2 separate regions of the Sus scrofa genome follow, and region 1 is linked to region 2. Evidence: chromatin contacts called from public HiChIP or PLAC-seq data. All regions are on one chromosome and are shown on one strand. The core of a region is the stretch at or near the end of the contact, and the rest is flanking DNA. Distances in the headings are between cores, read along the strand shown. Region 1 holds the start of MKNK1 (MAP kinase interacting serine/threonine kinase 1). Region 2 holds the start of EFCAB14 (EF-hand calcium-binding domain-containing protein 14).

Region 1 (3,946 bases), core at 1,395-3,894, 110 kb before region 2:
GGAACAAACAGCATCAGGACTTTTCACTTCTAGTTCTACCTCCACCACTGACTGATGTCTTGTCCAATCTTGGTCAAGTCCTTTCCACCTATGCGGGCCTTTCTTTATCTATAAAATTGAAGAAGTAGAACGAGATGGTTCCCAAGTTCCTTATCTTTCAACAAGGTATATTTTTCTACGATCAACAAACTGCCTTCTGTTCCAGATGCTGAAGCTGTTGGCAAGGGAAAATCATAACTGCTGGTTCCCAGAGGAGAAGGGCCAAGGCCAAGTCCAGGACAACTGATTAGTAAACCACCTGTGCACCTTCCCCTGTGTGACCTATGTCACATTCAGTGCAGCTTCCTGAACAGAGCACCGCCTCCCTGCCAACAAAACTCACAGCAAAGGCAAGACAAGAGCTTTAAAACAATAGTGGAGATGAAGAATCCTGCCTTGCGCAAAATTCCTGCACTTTCTTGCCTTTGATGCCTGTAACTAGGGCACCACATCAATCTAAACGAGGGCTCTCCTTAGGCACAAAGAGAAGGAAGAACACAAAGGCCCACTCTGAACCTGAAAGCTCATAAAACAAAGACCAAAGCGAGTAAGTAAAAAATGTCCCTGACTCATTCAACTGCAAACACTGTAGAGGCCTACTATGTGCCAGACAAGGAGGGAAGAAACAGACAGGATCCCTTTCCATCAACGCACTTAGAGCACACACGGGGTGACACACCCCAAGGCAGACTGCGAAGAGAGCTATATTCAAGGTGAGGCTTTGTTACAGAAGATGGGAAGGGGGGCAACTAACCCAGCAGGGGGATCAGAGAAGCTTCGCTGACAGGTCACATAGACACGGGCCTTGAAAGATGAGGAGGCTGGAACTCCAGGAAGAGGGAATGTAGGCAAAGGAACATGCAAGGAGTGTTTGAGAGAAAAAAAAAACCAAAACAAAAAACCAAAACATCTAGTTTATTTTGCTTGGGGCACAGGGTGCAGGTTTGGGAGAATAAAGGGAAACGGCAGGAGAGAGATTTGAGAACAGATGTTGGAGGGACTCGTCTGTGAGGCCGAGGAGTCCAACCTCTATGTGGTAGGCAACGAGGCCCACGAAGATTTCAGAGCCAACATATAACATGATGAAAATACCGTCTCAGGAAGATCCCATAGGCACCCATGAAAAGGACAAACGGAACCAAATTACTAGACTTGGCATGGGATCACCTAATAGGAAACCACTGGTGCTTCATAAGCAGGTGCTAAAATCCAACAGCTCCTGTTCACAGAGCTTCTCACTGCCAGGGTTCAGCTTCATGGAATCTGCGTAGAAGAGGCGCTCCCTTACCAGGTCCTCTAATCCTCAAAATCCGCTCACATAAAGGGCCTCCAGAGAAAGCCAAGAACTCCAATTAACCCTATGGATCACAGAATGGGAAGATGTGGGAGAAGTTGGGCAGCGAGTACCACCAGCTCCACATAAAAAACCAACCTTGGATCTCCTCTTTACATCATTTCCACACAAGCTTTCTTTAGAGGGGCCGAGGCTAAGGACAGCGGGGCTGAAATCACCTGGTCAGTAGCTGACGATCTAGTGAACCGATATACATGAACTGCCCAGCACAGTGCTGGGCACATGGGCCCTGGTCAGTTAGCACTGACCCAAGCCACAAGGTCAATTAAACCTATAAATCCTACTGAGGCTTCAAGACCTAGGTCACCTCCCCGCAAGGCCTCTCTAAAGTACCCCAGGGCAAATGACCTAATTCCCAGAAATCGCAGCCATTTCAGGCACCAAGTATTCAGCACACAACTCATGACAGATGCCACCGAGGGGGCTCATGGAGGCCTATGCACCTTTCACAATGACCCTCCCATATGCCCTTTTTCTGCAGGAGAAACTAAAGCTCTGAGGGGGGAAATGACTCGCCTGAGGCCACACAGCTAGGAAGTGGCAGAGGTGAGATCTGAACCCGGGGCTACGTGACACGAAGTCAAGCACTTCCAACACTTCCATCCTGTCACCCCTGCTGATGTGCTACTGACCGTCCGACAGGGAGCCTGTAAAGTCCGCAAGGACAGAGACTGTGCTATGACCTCTCCTCGCTGTACATGGACCCACAGTGGCCAGGAGCTTTCAAGTGAACACAGTTAACTTTAAATAATGGGGTACACAGACACGATAAACTCCTCACATGGAAAACAATTCATGACACTGGACTGCCTGAGCCTCGACTTCTGCCACAGCGCCTGAGAGGGACTGAGTGTCAAACTGGCCTCAAGTGGGGCCAGTTCGACCTCGAACGCCTGTCAGAGCCCAAGCCGCGACCCCAGGCACAGGCTGAGCCCGGGCCCGGGACACGCGCCGCGCGCAGAGCTCGTCACCGTCGGGGTCCCGCCAGGTCCCAGAAGCAACCTGGAGGAGCGCCCTGAAGAAGGGTCGCCTTCGGCGGTCCCCTCGCGGCCGTATCGGGTCGTGACCTCGGGCCGTTCTGAAGGCCCTGCTGCTCCACCCCGGGCACGCGACTCAGTCACAGACCCCTGCCCCATTTCACGAGCAGGGACACCTCGCCGTCTGGGCTTTACCTCAGCGGACTTCCCGCGGGGCCGCCGGCGCGCACCCCACCTGCAGGACGCTCGGCCGAGAACGCGGAAGGGCGGTACTAGCAGCGAGGGGCGGGCCCGACCTGAGAGGGGCGTGGGAGGGCGGGGCTGCGCCTGCGCCCCGGTGGCCACGCCCAGGGAGAGGGTGGGGCCAACTCGGTAAACTGCGCAGGCGTGGTACGAGAGAGGCGGGAGATGGCTGGGGGAGTGGGGCGGGGCTTACTTTCTTCCGACGCTGAATTTTTCGGAGAGAAGGTCTGGAAGCCAGGGAAGCGCCTGGAGGCGGAGGCCGGGCAATGGCAGGTGTAATTATATTTATTGAGCGCTTCTGTATGCTGGGAAGGAATTTTTTTAATGGCTTTTACATAGGGGGAAATGGTGCTAGTCTTTTTTTTAAAAGAAGAACAAATTCTGTAAAATTGCTTAAAAGGTTTGGGTGCCTGTAATTTCACGGTGAGAGTTTTTCCTTGAGTAAAGCATTACCCCCAGTGGTTAAAAAAAAAAGAAAAAAAAAACTTTAAAAGTTCATTTCTTGGAGTTTCCATTGTGTTCATTTCTTGCAGAAAACCTCCTGCAAATACATTCAAATTTCAACCAGCTCCTGTCCCTCCCTCAGGCTGCCAGTGTGATGAGGGAGTGAGAGTGCTGACTGGGGGTTAGGTCAGGGCCTGAATGTGTTTCCTCCGTTGGGAAATGGAAGTAAACATCCTTTCCCTGCTTGTCTCAGGATTGTTGTGAGGGTCTGATGAGCAATGCTTGTTACAGAGCTTCTTGGACTTCCTTCCCATCATCCACCTGACAAACATTTGTTCCCTTTCCTCTTCTGGGCTCCCTTTCCTCAACTGTCTCGCCTACATAAAGAAAGGAGGTCTGAAGCATTGGGAACACTCAAGGCTTTGCTAGATTTCTCAGTCTAGGTGATGGCTGGAGGCGGGTGGCGCAGGGGGTTTCTCCCAAGCTTCTGTATTCATTTACTTCCTGGATCTCTCAGTTCAACCTGAAGGCCCCTGTGTAAGTTGACCTCTCCCACATTGCCTTCCAGGCCCATCCAAGCTTCAGGTCCTCAGAGACCACACTGGCCTCTTCCTATCTCTGTTCCCTGAATGTCTCAATAGCCGGATGACCCCGAGTCACTCAGACTTATGTTCCAACCTGGGTTCTCAAAATTGCAATGTTCCTTCATATGGCAACCAAATTCGGTTAATGCCAGGGATGAGGGCTCTGGGGGCTCACAGGAGGAAGGGCTTCCCAAATCTGATGAAGCATCAGCCATGCCTGTGGCCCCCTTCACCAAGCATTCCATACAGCTCCTAGAGGGAGTAGCAGCAAGAACCTCCAGAGGCCACAGTGTTCATGGGGGCCA
Region 2 (3,925 bases), core at 617-3,116:
CTTCCACATCCTCAGAATACTGTTTTCATGTGCTCCTTGGAAGAGGCCCTTCAGCCCTTCAGCCCTTCCTACCCTAACTCCCCAAACCCACATCCTTGTTCTCACTACGGGATCTGTCTAGTGGCTGCACAGCTAAAAGTGGTCTGAGAAAAAGCTGCCTCTTTTTTTTGTCCCCCACCCTCCACTACCCTCAAGGCTCACACTTTCCACAGGATGTCCTTCACCATATTCCCCCATCACCGAGATTCAGACCCGTCAAGAGTGCAAAAAATAATCTGCAGTCCTAAGACCCCCGTCTCTCCTACGCTTAAGCAGAAGGCCTGGTCCCCCAAGTTCCTCTGGTCTCTGTCCCTATTCTTGGCTTCTTTGCTACTCCCACTTTGGTCTCTCTGGGCTCTTGGCTCATTCCCCAAGTCCACTGTCTACCCTAGATTCAGAGCTCTCTTTTGTACACTCAGAGACAGATCTCTAACTTATCCTTCATCCAGAACCTGAACTCACCTTCTCCCTAATAGCTTTTCTGCCTCTGTGCCTTCCAAGGTCTACGTGCTTTTTAAAAATTTTTCTTAAGAACTTCCTTCTCCCTCCCTTTAATTTGCCCCCTTGGTCGTGTTGGGAGATACCTTTTCCCCATTCCACCTCTGTGCACTGCATTACTCACTTGACAAAGCGAGAGCGATTTCCAGCTACACCAAACTCCTCTTCCTCCTCTGAGCTGGACTCAGAGTCTGAGTCGGGAGGCTCGGTGCGAAGCAGGCGGTGGCCTGAGCCTTTCTTGGGCTTCTTTCTCCGGCTATCCCCAGCCAAGCCGATCAATGCATTGAGCTCTTTGCGCTTTTTCATCTTCTTGTGTGGGGTGAGTGGGGCACCCACTCCTGAGCTGCCAGGTTCGTACCCGATGCCCAATTCTCTCGATGCCTTGGAGCTGCCTTCCAGGGTGGGGAATTCTGGGCCAGAGCCCCTCTGGTCACTCCCACCCAGGGGTGGGACTGACCAGATCCGCTGGGGACTAGAGACTGGAGCCCAGAGGAAACTGGAACTCAGATGGATGGCTGGGGGAAGTCACGTAAAGACGTCCTGGGGGCTGGTGATCAAAATGGATAAAGCCCTGGGCATGGAGTGTCAATTAGTTGAGGGTGTTTAGGAGAGGTAACCTTTGTCTCCCAAGGGGGATAAAAAGTCAAGAACGAGAGATTCTCAGCCCTGGTCAGTAGATAATACTAATAAGGGTGCTTCAGGAGCTGGGGAAGGACACGCGGACGGGTGTTCTGGTCTTCCGGGGCAAGATTTCCAGTGGAAAGGGAAAGAAACTTGCTTTTGAATGGGAGAAGAGGAGGAGGTGCAGAGCGAGACAGTGGGGTCGCACTGGTCCCTTCCTGGCTGGCAGCAGGAGGGGGCTCCCAGCCACTGCAACCCGGACACAGGAAACGCTCGGGGCTGAGAGATCACCGATCTCCGGCCTCCGTCCTGAGCTTGAAGGGAGCCGGAGGCCGAGGAAGATCCAGAGCTCTTGTTTGCAGGGCTCAGCCTCAGAGGAACCAGTCCCGCGCCTGAGGAGACCCCAGCCCTGGTGTCTGGGCCTGGGGGCAGGTCAAGAGGGGCGTCAGCGGCTCAGCCCACCTGAAGCGCTCCCGCCGAGTTTGAGGTATTCCGGCACCGGCGACTTTCGGCAACTCAAACGCGCCGCCTCCACTGCAGCCGCGACTCCGGTCCCCGCTTCGGCTCCGGACGCAGCTGCTCCTGACTCGCTGGTGGCGGCGGCGGAGGCGGCGGCGGCGGAGGCGGCGGCCGCGGGGTCCAGACCCGGGCCATCGCTCCAACCCCAGCTCACTTCCCCTTTGGCAGCGGTGCCAGCACCGCCTGCCAGTAAGGCGCGCTCCCATTGGCCGCAGGTTCGGTGACGTAACACCGGGCGCGCGAGGGGCGATGGGGAGGCGGGGCGTTAAAGGGCCCAGGCTCCTGCGCGGGTAGGTCCCGCCTGCTAGTTGGGGAGGTCCTACCCGCAGAAAAGCCCTCGGGGATTTATCGCTCACTGTACTTCGGGAGTGTTCGGTTGCAGGAGGCGCAGGGGCGGTTCAGGCGAAGCTCCCAGCTGCTCCACCTGCTTAGGAAGTTCATCGGCCTCTCCGACCGCCAGCTGTGAACTGGGCTAACCCAGCTTAGACGTCCCAACCCTCTGGCTCGCATGTTGTTTATTAAAGGTTTAGGCATGTTACAGATTAATGACCCGGTTGAACACGTCCATTCATTCATTGCGTAAATATTTATTGAGAGTTTACCACGTGTCAGGAGCAATTCTACTGCTGAGGATACAGCAATGAACAAAATAACCACTTGCTTAGGGTTGCCAGATTTAGCAAATAAAAATACCAGACATCCAGTAAAGTGCCAACCCTAATCCTACAGTTTACACTGCAGTGGGGGGAGAGCAGCGACATATTAAATGTCAGGAGGTGATAAATATTATGGGGGAAATTGAAATATGATAAGGGGACAGGGAGTGCCTCTGTGATAAGAGGACCTTTGGTTTGAGACTGAGAGGCTGCGAGGGAGTGAGTTGTGCAATGGCCAGGAGGAAAAAGTGACCTGGAAGACCTGGTGTGGCTGGACCTGAAGGGCAAGAGGAGCAGGATGGGAAATGAGGTCGGATAAGCATCAGGGGCCCGATCATGCAGGGCCTTATGGACCACTGTGAGAACTTTGGGAAACCACTGGTGCTTTAAGCTCTGGTTTAGCATTTATGTATGTATTTATTTATTTACTTATTTATTCAATTTTTCAAAGTTTTTTTGAAGTATGGTTGATTTACAATGTTGATAATCTCTGCTGTATAATAAAGTGATTCAGTTATACATATACACACATCCGTACTTTTTCAGATTCTTTTCCCATATAGATTATCACAGAGTATTGGGTAGAGTTCCCCGGGCTATACAGCAGGTCCCCGTTGGCCAATTATTCCATATGCTGCTGTGTGGGATATGCCAATCCCGAACCCCCAGGACAGTCCTTCTCCCCACCCGTCCCTTTGGTAACCATAAGTTTGTTGTCAAAGTTTGTGAATCTGTTTCTGTTCTGCAGAACAAATATGGAATGCCTCACGAATTTGCATGTCATCCCTACGCAGGGGACATGCAAATCTTCTCGGTGTTGTTCCAATGTTTGTATATGTGCTGCTAAAGGGAGCCCTGGCTTAGATTTTAAAATGATCACTCTAGCTACTGTGTGGGAAAGAGAATTGGAGGAGAGTGAGGGAAGGATAAAGATGCTGGCAGTAGTGGAGATGGTGAGCATTCTGAAAGCTTCTTGAAGACAGAGCTAATTGGATTTCCCACTGTGGTGCAGTGGGTTAAGAATCCAACAACAGTGACCGGGTCGCTGTGAAGGTATGAGTTTGATCTCTGGCTCAGCACAATGGCTTAAGGATGTGGCATTGCTGCAGCTGTGGTATAAGTGGCATTTCCAGCCCTGAGTCAGTCCCTGGCCTGGGAACTTCCATATGCCACAGGTGCATCCATGAAAAAAAAAAAAAAAAAAAGAGCTAACAATATTTACTGCAAAAAAAGAGAAGGATCTTAGGGTGGAACCACCAGCAGAACCACTGGAGGAAAGGCATTGCTGTTTCCTGAGATGAAGGAGAGCAGATCTGGGGCAAGCTTGAGAAGCCAATTCAATATTCCTTTTTTTTTTTTTTTCCTTTTTGTCTTTTCTAGGGCCGCACCTGCGGCATATGGAGCTTCCCAGGCTAGGGGTCTAATCGGAGCTGTAGCTGCCGGTCTACACCACAGCCACAGCAACACCAGATCTGAGTCACATCTTCGACCTACACCACAGCTCATGGCATCGCCGGATCCTTAACCCAGTGAGCATCGAGGTCAGGGATCGAACCTGCAACCTCATGGTTCCTAGTCGGATTCGTTAACCA

Evidence for each region. HiChIP or PLAC-seq counts read pairs in DNA pulled down with a chosen protein or histone mark.
Region 1: an H3K27ac HiChIP or PLAC-seq map of skeletal muscle shows a contact between it and region 2. The contact joins the promoter of MKNK1 here to the promoter of EFCAB14 in region 2. A contact is called at or near these places in 2 of 5 promoter capture datasets (fetal liver and liver), 5 of 47 Hi-C or Micro-C datasets (heart right ventricle, liver, skeletal muscle and 1 more) and 2 of 2 datasets of contacts at active chromatin or transcription factors (alveolar macrophages and skeletal muscle).

The regions. Positions count from the first base shown.
Region 1 is chr6:164,886,446-164,890,391 of Sscrofa11.1, reverse strand. It overlaps MKNK1 (MAP kinase interacting serine/threonine kinase 1), which reads right to left and starts at 2,644. Exons shown (of 13, transcript NM_001143719.1): 1 at 2,566-2,644.
Region 2 is chr6:164,775,913-164,779,837 of Sscrofa11.1, reverse strand. It overlaps EFCAB14 (EF-hand calcium-binding domain-containing protein 14), which reads right to left and starts at 1,866. Exons shown (of 10, transcript XM_013999428.2): 1 at 662-1,866. The coding sequence starts at 843.